4 separate regions of the Sus scrofa genome follow, and all the other regions are linked to region 3. A link is a contact called in public HiChIP or PLAC-seq data. All regions are on one chromosome and are shown on one strand. Each heading gives the region's core, a stretch centred on a gene start, on an enhancer-like site or on the middle of the called end of the contact. The rest is flanking DNA. Distances are from core to core; before and after follow the strand shown. Region 1 overlaps LOC106508312 (a long non-coding RNA gene). Region 2 overlaps LOC106508312 (a long non-coding RNA gene). Region 3 overlaps COMMD1 (COMM domain-containing protein 1). Region 4 has its middle 78 kb from the start of B3GNT2.

Region 1 (2,700 bases), core at 46-2,545, 340 kb before region 3:
TTAGAGATAGTTCCATATCTTTACATACCAATGGTTGAACATTAGAATTATCTGAGTAGCTTTTACACATTCCAAATGCCCAAATCAATGAAATCAGGATCCATTGGGGTGGAGCATAGGCATCAAGATTTTTAAGCTTTAAGTGCAGCCAAGGTTGTGTACCACTGTTACATAAAGAGCTTCCTGAGAAAGGAAGTGGAAGGAAGAGGAAATATAATAATTTCATCATTGCTTATAAAAGAAAATTAGGGTGACCAACTGTCCTGGTTTTCCAGAGACTGAGGAGTTTCATAGGACATGGGGCCCTCAGCTCTACAGCCAGGATGACCTGCTCACCTTATAAAGAAAATTGATAGAACTTCAATTCAACATAGTACTGAATGCCACAGCCGGAGCAATGAGGCAAGGAAAAGAAATAAAATGCATTCAAACTAAATTAGGAAGTAAAATTATCTCTCAACATATATGACATAATCTTATATATAGAAAACCCTAAAGACTCCACCAAAAAAAACTGTTAGCACTAATAAATGAGTTCAGTAAACTTGCAGGATAAAAAAATCAACAAGTAGGAGTTCCTGTTGTGGGTCAGCAGAAATGAATCTGACTAGCATCCATGAGGATGCAGGTTTAACTCCTGGCCTCGCTCAGTGGGTTAAGGATGCAATGTTGCCCTGAGCTGTGGTGTAGGTCATAGATGTGGCTCAGATCTGGCATTGCTGTGGCTGTGGTGTAGGCCAGTAGCTACAGCTCTGATTCGACCCCTAGCCTGGAAACCTCCATATACCACAAGTATGGCCCTAAAAAAAAAAAAAAAAATTGACATGCAGAAATCAAATGCCTTTCTATTCACTAACAAACTACCTGAAAGAGAAATCAAGGAAACAATCTTATTTACATCAGCAGCAAAAACAATGAAGTAGGAATAAATTTAACCAAAGAGTTGAGAGAATTATACACTGAAATGCTTAAGATATTTGTGAAGGAAATTGAAGAAGACACAAATAAATGAATAGATATCTCATGTTTTGGGGGTGAAATGGTAAAAATATCTAAAGAAATAGAGGATCAAGGGTTATTACATAACTATCATCAACTGTACTTCAATAAAACTTAAAAAGGGAGGGGGTCATCATACAACATTAAGATTAGAGTAAGAGGGAGTTCCCTAGTGGCTCAGTGAGTGAAGGATCTGGCATTGTCACTGCTGTGGTTCAGACTGCAACTGTGGTGAAGGTCTGATCCCTGGCCTGGGACCTTCCATATGCTACAGGCACGACCGAAAAAAAAAAAAAAACACTAAAGAAGAGGAAGTTTTGCCTTTCGATATTAAACTGTGCATCACACCCTCCAGACTGTCCAGTTCTGGCACTGTTCATTGTCTTTGAGCCATTTTACACCTCTTTGTAACTGTAGGTAAATGAGAAGTATGCAAATCTGTATTGTCTGGTAGTTTCCTTCGACTTCCTTAACTCAGGGGGAAAAACAGTTTTGTCTCCATTTGTAATTCAACCCCTTATTTCATTTGTATTTGTATTCCTTGGACTTTTCCTCTGAACCAGTTGTAACATCTGTCTGATTCCCTTGCTAATTAAAGGGTAAGATAAAATCTTTAAGGTGTTCATTCTTGCATCCATTCACGTGACAGTCATGCTCTTGCTTCTTTCTGAAAATTATTTGTTTAACAAGGCCCTAAAGGTAACTACTAGATAAGAAACACAAACCTTCCAAATTATCACTGAAAGTACAAACACAATAATAAGACAAAACTAATAGGAGACAGGAGGGAAGGGGGTAGGGAACAACCTTTAAAAAAAATAACATTAAAAAAAAATGACATAGCAGGAGTTCCCATCATGGTGCAGTGGAAATAAATCCAACTAGGGACCATGAGGTTGTGGGTTCGATCCCTGGGTTCACTCAGTGGGTTAAGGATCCAGTGTTGCCATGAGCTATGGTATAGGCCCACAGCTATAGCTCTGATTCGACCTCTAGCCTGGGAACCCCCATATGCTGCAGGTATGGCCCTAAAAAGAAAAAGAAGAAGAAGAAATAATGACACTGCAGAATTCCTGTTGTGGCTCAACAGGTTAAGAACACAGCATAGTATCCACGAGGATGCAGCCTCGATTCCTGGCCTTGCTCAGTGGGTTAAGGATCTGACATTGCCTTGGCTGTGGCGTAGGCCGGCAGCTCCAACTCTAATTTGACCCCTAGATCAGAACTTCCATATGCCGCAAATTTGGCCATAAAAAAGGAGGGAGGAGTTCCTGTTGTGGCGCAGTGGTTAATGAATCCTACTAGGAACCATGAGGTTGCGGGTTCAATCCCTGGCCTCGCTTAGCGGGTTAAGGATCCGGTGTTGCCGTGAGCTATGGTGTAGGTCACAGAGGCAGCTCGGATCCCGAGTTGCTGTGGCTCCGTAGTAGGCCAGTGGCTACAGCTCCGATTCAACCCCTAGCCTGGGAACCTCCATATGCCTTGGGAGTGGCCCTAGAAAAGGCAAAAAGACAAAAAAAGGTGGGGGGGAGGGAAAAATGACATAGCTGTTGAGGATACAACATAAACTTGTTAGAACCAATAATGGCAGAAGATTTAACTTCCAGTAAACCTTGAGCCTCATTTTATGCTCGTTGTAATATAGTAACAATTAGATGACACACCCACAGGTGCCACACAGTTCCCAGGCTGACCACGAAA
Region 2 (2,700 bases), core at 81-2,580, 400 kb before region 3:
TCTTCTGAATTGCTGTAATGTTCTATCAAATGACAACTCTGAACCTTTTTTTTTTTTTTTTTTTTTTTTTTTTTGTCTTTTGAGGGCTGCACCCATGGCACACAGAGGTTCCCAGGCTAGGGATCAAAACAGAGTTGCCGCTGCCGACCTACACCACAGCCACAGCAACGCGGGATCCGAGATGCATCTGCGACCTACACCGCAGCTCATAGCAACGCCCGATCCTTAACGCACTGAGTGAAGCCAGGAATTGAACTTGTATCCTCATGGATACTAGTCAGATTCGTTTCCGCTGAGCCATGATGGAAACGCCAGCTCTGAACTTTCTAAAAAAGCATTATTCAGTAGAATTTTTGGCCACAACGGAAACATTCTACACTTGTGCTGTTCAGTACAGTAGCACTTGACATGTGGCTAGTGTGACTGAGGAAGTGAAATTTACATTATATTTCACGCAATTAATGTACATTTAAGTATAAAGTAATGTATGTGGCTGGTAGGTACTGGTTTTGGACGGTTCCATTCTAGAAACTTGTATATGGAAATCTGAAAATCTGACTTAAAAAAAAAAAAAAAATGGAGTGCCCGTCGTGGAGGTTAACGAATCTGACTAGGAACCATGAGGTTGCTGGTTCGATCCCTGGCCTTGCTCAGTGGGTTAAAGATCCGGCGTCGCCACGAGCTGTGGTGTAGGTCACAGACGCGGCTCGGATCCCGCGTTGCTGTGGCTCTGGCATAGGCTTGGCAGCTACAGGTCCAATTAGACCCCTAGCCTGGGAACCTCCATATGCCGCGGGAGCGGCCAAAGAAATGGCAAAAAGACAAAAAAAAGAAAAAAAAAATGAACATCTGACTTTGGAATATGGCCTGGAGGAAGGGAGAGAGAGAGAGGGAGAAGGAGGAGGGGGAGAGGGAAGGAGGGAGAGAGACAGACATATACAGACATGTTGTAATTCCCCTTAATAACCACAAGATAGCACCATTTCTAAGAGTCTCCACCCTGAACAGCAAACCAGGTAAAATCTTCTAAAGCTGCTTTGGGATTCTAGGTTTCCCTCTCTCCCTCTCTCTCTCCTCTATCTAACTGTCTTCAGTATTTCTTCAAGACACACTCCACTGCCCCCTGATCCTCCCCTCCACACCTTCTTTTTCAATACTGACTTACCAACCTTCTGAGCAATATGACAGAAGAGGCCCTTTTGTGACTTTCAGAGCAACAAAATTCCTGAGACCAATATTTGTCTACACAAAGCGCAGTGGTTGGCTCACTGGGTGTGACCAGAAAGGTTGAAACCACCTGCTTTTTCTTCTCTCTGGGGTCTGCCTGTACTGCCCTAGCCGGCAGCCTGGAGGCTTCAGGGACAGTCTGTGGTCTGACCCTTCCCCTGGCTGTGTTCTCCATACCTCCCAACACGCACATCTTAGGAGCTCCTGCCCTGGGATCTGGTTTCCGGGGGTGGGGTGGGGGGGTGTCATCGGAATGTCTCTGGAGAAACTATAAACACGAACAGAATGTCTCCTGGTGGGGGTTCTGAGCTTCTCCTTTGTATTTTCGCCTGAGGAAAAAGCAGTCAGTGGTTTGGGGATGATGGGTGGAGCTTGCAGTATTTTTCTAAGGTTTTTGTAGATGGGGGATAAATCTCCAGGGATGGGCAGGGCTGCACACTCATTCCAGTACAGCGGGATCAGGGCTAAGAAAACACGAACACAAAGGAAACTTCAAAGCTCTTCCTCGAATCTGAATGGGAAGGGGCCTGCGGAAGGTCGGAAGGTCATGTTCACTTGGCACCAAACCCCTGTTTGCTTCCAGATGGCCAGGCAGCTCTGCAGATCCTTCTACACCCACCCTCTCAGGGAGGTCAGGAGTCAGCAGGGTCCTAAAGGCAAAGACAGAAGCGGAGCCCAGAGATTGGTGTCTGGCTCCAGCTCTTCTTGGGCCCTAAGAGCTGAGACTGGTTTCCTCTTTGCAAAGTGAGCTCAATCACCGAAAGAACGCTCCCCACTTCAGACTGGCCTCTTCCCCTACCCTGGTCAAACCCTGACACAGCTTCTTTGCAGGGAGTGGTAGGGATTACTAATGCTGGAAGGTCACTTAAGGTAATAATTGGAACAATCATTAATTTCTGAGGCCTAAGTGACTCATTTATCTCTGATATGTACAGAGATCAAAGGAGGTTATTTATGGCTTAGAAACAAACCTCCCATTCTTTCCTCTGCTATAATAAATAATAAAGGGCTTCCAAGCCTCCCTTCTTCGCCCATCTCTTCCTGTTGGTCTCTGTCTTTACTGTCCCTTGTACAAAACCAGCCCGCCTCTCCCTTCTCTCTGCTCTCCCCTCTTTAAGAAGCACAGCAGGTCAGGCTGTTCCCTGCCCAGCTTGGAGAGTCGGGGTTGCAGATATGCTAAGAAGTGAGGGGTGCTGATCCCTCTGTCCCAGAGGATGGCAGCAAGCCCTTGACCTCCGCAGGCCCAAGGTGGGCACCAGATGGGCTTGCCCCAGGAATGTGCCATCTTTACTTTGCCTGGATATGTTTGTCAGTGCCGGAGTCAGTCTGCCTGTTTAGGCTGGAAACCTGGCCCTGTCAACTATTGGCTCTGCGGCCTTGGGTGAGTTCCTTAACCTTTCCAAGTCTCAGTTCCCCAGTCTTTAAAATAGGGATAATAACAGCATCTAAGCTGGCTTACAAAAATTGCCAAAG
Region 3 (2,700 bases), core at 158-2,657:
GACCAGGAATTTCCACATGCCACAGGGGTGGCCAAAAAAAAAAAAAAAAAAAAAAAAAAAAAAACTTTAAAAGACAGAGTCAAAGATATAGATGTTTCATTAGGACAAAACAAAACAAAACCCTGGCTTTTCATATTTCTGTGGTTTAAAAAGATTACCAAATAAGGATCTATTCCAGCAGAACACATCATTTATACCTTTCTTATGGCATTTACCATATAATACAGGACTCTTTACAACATGGGCTATGACATTCATTTTGTGTACAAAGCAGGGTATAGCATATTAGGGGCTCAGTAAATACAGTTGTGCCTTGGTGTCCACAGAGACAGCAAAATCAAGAATGGTCAAATCTTTTATATGAAATGGCATAGTACAGTTGTCCCTCTGTATCCTTGAATTTGTAGAAACCAGCTGTAAGCAGGATTGACTATATTTGATAGGTAAATCAAAGATAGAAATTTTCTTTAAAATATTCCTTCCTAGGAACTCTTCAACCTAAGTCAAGTTTTCAGACCTAGAATAGTTGCTTTGAGAAAAGGAGAACCAAAAATCAATCTTCAATTAATACAGATTAAGAAAGAAAGAAAAAGCTTACAAAACACCTTATTACAGGTCATTTAAGCCGATTAAAATATTCCACAAACTCTAACTGGCAATCTGTATTTGCTGCTTTATCATGTATATGTCCAGTAACATAAAATAGTAACATTGTTTGCCAGTCCTTCAGAGGAGTAGAAATATATCTCATGAGTTATCATCTAAACTCCCAAAAGTAACGAATAGGGATGGGGGTTAAGAAGTACAAACTATTATTTCTAAAATAAATAAGCTACAGGAGTTCTCATCGTGGCACAGCTGTTAACGAATATGACTAGGAACCATGAGGTTTTGGGTTCGATCCCTGGCCTTTCTCAGTGGGTTAGGGATCCGGCGTTGCTGTGAGCTGTGGTGTAGGTTACAGACGTGGCTCGGATCCCTAGTTGCTGTGGCTCTGGCGTAGGCCGGCAGCAACAGCTCCAATTAGACCCCTAGCCTGGGAACCTCCATATGCCGCAGGAACGGCCCAAGAAATGGCAAAAAGACAAAAAAACAAAAAAACAAAAAAACTTAAATTTTTAAAATTTCTCAAAAATGAGAAAAATGTAGTTACAAAAATGATCAAAATATAGTAATACAAAAACTGGGGGGCTATAGCAAAAGGAATCTGTCTACAGAGCTTTAAATTTTCCAGAACATATTTCTAAATTCAAAATATCAAACTGAATATTTAGACTTCTTTTTGGATAAGAAATTCTTATTGTTGAGTAGCCAACTTTGTTTTCTGAACTAGAACAACTCAAGAGCAAGAACTTTTTAAACATTACAACTTGCTTCTAGCACATTTTATCAGTCTATTAGCAAGGCAATATTATACTGCCACCTAAAGTGAAAAAAAAGAATTACTGCTTATAGTTAAGACAGGAGATAAAGGAATTCTAAAAGTATGACAGAAAAAGTTAAATGTTTTCAGTCTCTCCTATTCATGTCTCCTGATCTAAACATTTTAAGACCAGATAGTTTACATTCATTTTTATACTAAAGTTAACTTATTACTTTTTTTTTTTTTTTTTTTGTCTTTTCTAAGGCTGCACCCACGGCATATGGAGGTTCCCAGGGTCAGGGCTGAATCAGAGTTGTGGCCGCCGGCCTACACCACAGCCACAGCAACGCCAGATCACGGCAGCACCAGATCCTTAACCCACTGATCGAGGACAGGGTTCAAACCCACAACCTCATGGTTCCTCGTCAGATTCGTTAACCACTGAGCCACGACGGGAACTTCCAATTTCCTGTTACTTAATAGTTGCTGTACAAAATGTATACAAATGATGTCTGTTCTTAAATTGACTCAAGTATCAAAAAGAAACTGTTTTATGCACTTTTCATTTGTAAAACAAGTCATAAACCATCATATAAGAGGTGCCCTCCCTATATCCAGAGGAACAGAGCATCCATTCTTATATTCAAAAGCAAAGGAATGCCAAGAAGAACCCTACATACAGGGCTTACTAAATTTCCCTCTGTTTACTATAATTACTTCATACTTCTAACCTATGATAATCCTTTATGAACTGTCCACTCTTTATCAAACCTGGGATAAAATAGTCAGGTCTGTTTCTTTGTGTCTTCCTTTCCTTATGAAGGCTCCTGCGTCACACAAAAGTACAAATTTGTACACTTCTCTCCTGTTAATTTGTCTTTGTCAGTTTATATTTCAGACTTACAGACAGAAACCATATGCTATCACTTATATGCAGAATCTTAAGAATGATACAAACGAACTTATTTACAAAACAGAAAGATACAGACTTCAAAAACAAACTTAGGTTATCAAAGGGGACAGGTGGGGGAGGAATGGATTGGGGGTTTGGAATTCACATATGCACACTACTGTATATGGAATGGGTGGTCAATGGGGACCTGCTATAAAGCACAGGGAACTCTACCCAATAAGCTGTAATAAACTAAAAGGGAAAAGAATCTGGGAAAAGTGGATATGTGCATATGTATAACAAAACCGCTTTATTGTACAGCAGAATTTATCACATCGTAAATCAACTATAAGTCAATGAAACTTTTAAAAATTTCAGACTTGGCCAGAAACCCCAAGAGAGTCAAGGAAAAACCTCTTCCTCTCCTGTATTGGCATATTGTCCA
Region 4 (2,700 bases), core at 121-2,620, 270 kb before region 3:
GGGGCTCCAGGCGAAGGGAGGACAAGGCTGTGGAAGACTCCCTTTCATCCCATCCCCAACTCGGGCACCCAGAGTTATGGGCTTGCACTAGGCCAGGGGTAAAATAAGGCCTTCATTTCCAAAGAGGAGTCCAAAGACGGTCCCTCAAAGCTGCAATCGCTCCACCTCGGGGTTGGTGCCTAGAGGACACTGTGCCTTAAGATATGGACTCCCAGAGTTCCCGCTGTGGCACAAAGGATTGGTGGTATCTCTGCAGTTTCAGGACATAGGTTCTATCCCCGGCCCTAGCACAGTCGGTTAAGGGATCTGCAGCTGCAGCGTATGTTGCAACTGCAGCTTGAATCTGAATCTGATCTCTGGCCAGGAATTCCATATGGCACAGGGCAGCCAAAAAAAAAAAAAGAGAGAGAGAGAGACCGACTCCCTTCATTGTGGAACCTGGGATGGCCGCAGCTCCCAGACAGGTAACCTCAGACTGTCAACAACCTGGGCCAGGGCTCCACATCTCCTCCAGTTCACCTGAGTGAGCCAGGTTGTACCAAGAGGTAAAAATGGTGGTGTGAGATGGTTACCTGGACCAAGCGTTCTCAAAGTGTGGTCCTAGGACCAGCAGATCAGCATCACCTGGGAACTTGTTAGGAGTACAGATTCTCAGGCCACCCCAGACCTACTGAACTGGAAACTCCTGGGATGGGGCCTGGCAATCTGTATTTTAACAAGTCGTCCGGAGGAGTCTGATGCGCATTGACATTTGAGAGCCATGGCACAGGTTCCAAGTTATATGAGGCAGAGAGACATGTCTTGTCCTGGTGTGTATCCTCAGCTCTAGCCACAGCTGCTGATATACAGAAAGAAATCACGGACACTTTATTGAATGAATGAATGGTTTCGCTCCACTTGTCACTGACTGCTTCTCTCCAACCAAGTGCCAACCAGGACGTGAGCAAGCCAATAAAAAGAGAAGGGTGTGGGATATCTGATAATTTGCTCTAGCTCCTTGTTGGCTCAGTTTAGCCTCTGAATTATTTAGCAGGACCCAGCCCATTTCACGTTACAGAGGAGGCCTTGGCTCTTTGAATTTTTTTTTTTTTTTTTTCTAATCTCCAGAAACCAAAACACTTTCCATTTGCTTTCAGAACCAAGCTCTCCCCCTACATTATCCTGACTCTGAAAGAAAAGGAGGATGCAGCTGGAAGGATGTTTTTACCTTTTCAAGTTAAAATATACCCAAATTATTATACATCTGGTCCCAGGAGAACCAAGAAATAGAAGCAAGCATTTCTTAGAAATCCTGGGGTGGGAGGTTACACACAAGGAACAGACCTGCTTCCCTTTAGCCCTCAGTCTGTGGCCAGAGGCTGGGTGGGGTTCCACGCCTTCCCTCATCGGATTCTGAATTACAGGCCAACTTTGCAATTCTCTGATACGGCTACCTCCCTGTACAGACCCAACGCTGGGATTTCTTTGGGCTCATATGTCCCAAAACCATCCATATTGTCACCCAACCCAGTTCTCTTTCTCCTATAACCACACATATTTCAGCTGGCAAGAGGCTAGAGTCAGACAGGCCAGACACAGGGCCAGGGCACTGAGATGATGCCTGTTTCTGGAGCTGTGGCTGCTTGCCACTGGCCCTGCCTTTACGAGGTTACCATAATCAAATGACATGCATTGACCTTGCATGTCTTGGGCCATCTATCCTCCACTGGGCATCCAGCACCTTCTCTCTTTCTTTTTTTTTTTTTATACAGGATCCCTGCAGCAGTATAACAGAACAACGAGGTTGAGGAACAGTTAGTTTATTTAGTCTCTTGTTTTCTGCTGGCTATAGGCTCATAATGAAAAAATAAAGTATCCCGCTTCCTCCTAAAGGATAACCAGGGCTTAAGTCCTGGGATTTGGGTTCCCCTGGCCCAAAGGGGAGAGTCTTTGTTTTTATCAAGTTGTTCAGGAGCTAGTCAGAGGGCTTGGGAGGTAGCTGAGGAGGGGAATGCCTCAAAGTTCAGGGAAGGAAAAGGGGCCAGAGTCATCCACCTGCACAGGTCCCCTGACTCAGAGGGGTCAGCATCCCAGGAGCAGTGGTGCCTTGAAGATGAGAGACAGTGGCACCGGGGGTGGTGGCCTGAGAAGCTCCTCAAAGCTGCATCCTAGCTTAGTTCAAAAGAGATGGAGCCATGGGCCTGGGAGAGATGACGAGGCTGTGGACAGAGGGCACTAGGAGAAGTCACCAATGCCTGTTGAAGCCTGGGGTTCCTCTGCAGCCCAAGGATGAGGGTGGGGGGGTGGGGTGGAAGAGGAAAGGGGGACCCTCAGCAAAAGACAGAAACTTTCTTTCCTCCCAGCGCCAGTGGGAGGGGCCAGGTGAGATATGATTTGTCACTCTTCACACTTTAGGGATCTGGAAGAACATTTGACTTCTCCAATAGAAGAAGTAAGCTCCTAGAGACAGGCACAGGTCTTGTACTTTTTTTTTTTTTTCTCCAGCAAGCAAGCAAAGTTTTTATTAAAGGAAAGCAGATAGCTCCCAGGGCTGCTGGGAGGGGCGGAGAAGAGCCCCCCTTTCTCTACTGTCCTATAGGGGGTTTTATTCCTTAAAGGTGGGGAGGGTACCAACATGGGGTCCAGAAACATGTGGTTTTCTCCCATTGGCCTTGTTCAATAACCTGTATCTGTCCTTGTCCAATAACCTGTATCTGTCCT

Evidence for each region. HiChIP or PLAC-seq counts read pairs in DNA pulled down with a chosen protein or histone mark.
Region 1: a contact with region 3 is called in an H3K27ac HiChIP or PLAC-seq map of alveolar macrophages. The contact joins two enhancer-like sites. A contact is called at or near these places in 1 of 47 Hi-C or Micro-C datasets (embryonic fibroblasts) and 1 of 2 datasets of contacts at active chromatin or transcription factors (alveolar macrophages).
Region 2: a contact with region 3 is called in an H3K27ac HiChIP or PLAC-seq map of alveolar macrophages. The contact joins two enhancer-like sites. A contact is called at or near these places in 2 of 5 promoter capture datasets (fetal liver and liver), 29 of 47 Hi-C or Micro-C datasets (adipose tissue, alveolar macrophages, blood and 16 more) and 2 of 2 datasets of contacts at active chromatin or transcription factors (alveolar macrophages and skeletal muscle).
Region 4: a contact with region 3 is called in an H3K27ac HiChIP or PLAC-seq map of alveolar macrophages. The contact joins two enhancer-like sites. A contact is called at or near these places in 1 of 47 Hi-C or Micro-C datasets (embryonic fibroblasts) and 1 of 2 datasets of contacts at active chromatin or transcription factors (alveolar macrophages).

Annotation. Positions count from the first base shown.
Region 1 is chr3:79,555,171-79,557,870 of Sscrofa11.1, forward strand. The region is part of intron 1 of LOC106508312 (a long non-coding RNA gene); the gene reads right to left. Among named protein-coding and RNA genes, the nearest start is that of TMEM17, 140 kb to the left of the region's middle. Within about 2 kb of position 1,296, at least 1 of the 83 cell types and tissues checked has an H3K27ac peak or open chromatin away from gene starts, as enhancers often do. A contact at or near this core is called in alveolar macrophages, where this site is marked.
Region 2 is chr3:79,502,146-79,504,845 of Sscrofa11.1, forward strand. All of the region lies in intron 1 of LOC106508312 (a long non-coding RNA gene), which reads right to left. Among named protein-coding and RNA genes, the nearest start is that of TMEM17, 88 kb to the left of the region's middle. Within about 2 kb of position 1,331, at least 34 of the 83 cell types and tissues checked have an H3K27ac peak or open chromatin away from gene starts, as enhancers often do. A contact at or near this core is called in alveolar macrophages, where this site is marked.
Region 3 is chr3:79,898,989-79,901,688 of Sscrofa11.1, forward strand. The region is part of intron 1 of COMMD1 (COMM domain-containing protein 1); the gene reads right to left. Among named protein-coding and RNA genes, the nearest start is that of COMMD1, 14 kb to the right of the region's middle. Within about 2 kb of position 1,408, at least 2 of the 83 cell types and tissues checked have an H3K27ac peak or open chromatin away from gene starts, as enhancers often do. A contact at or near this core is called in alveolar macrophages, where this site is marked.
Region 4 is chr3:79,624,356-79,627,055 of Sscrofa11.1, forward strand. No RefSeq gene overlaps it. Among named protein-coding and RNA genes, the nearest start is that of B3GNT2, 78 kb to the right of the region's middle. Within about 2 kb of position 1,371, at least 4 of the 83 cell types and tissues checked have an H3K27ac peak or open chromatin away from gene starts, as enhancers often do. A contact at or near this core is called in alveolar macrophages, where this site is marked.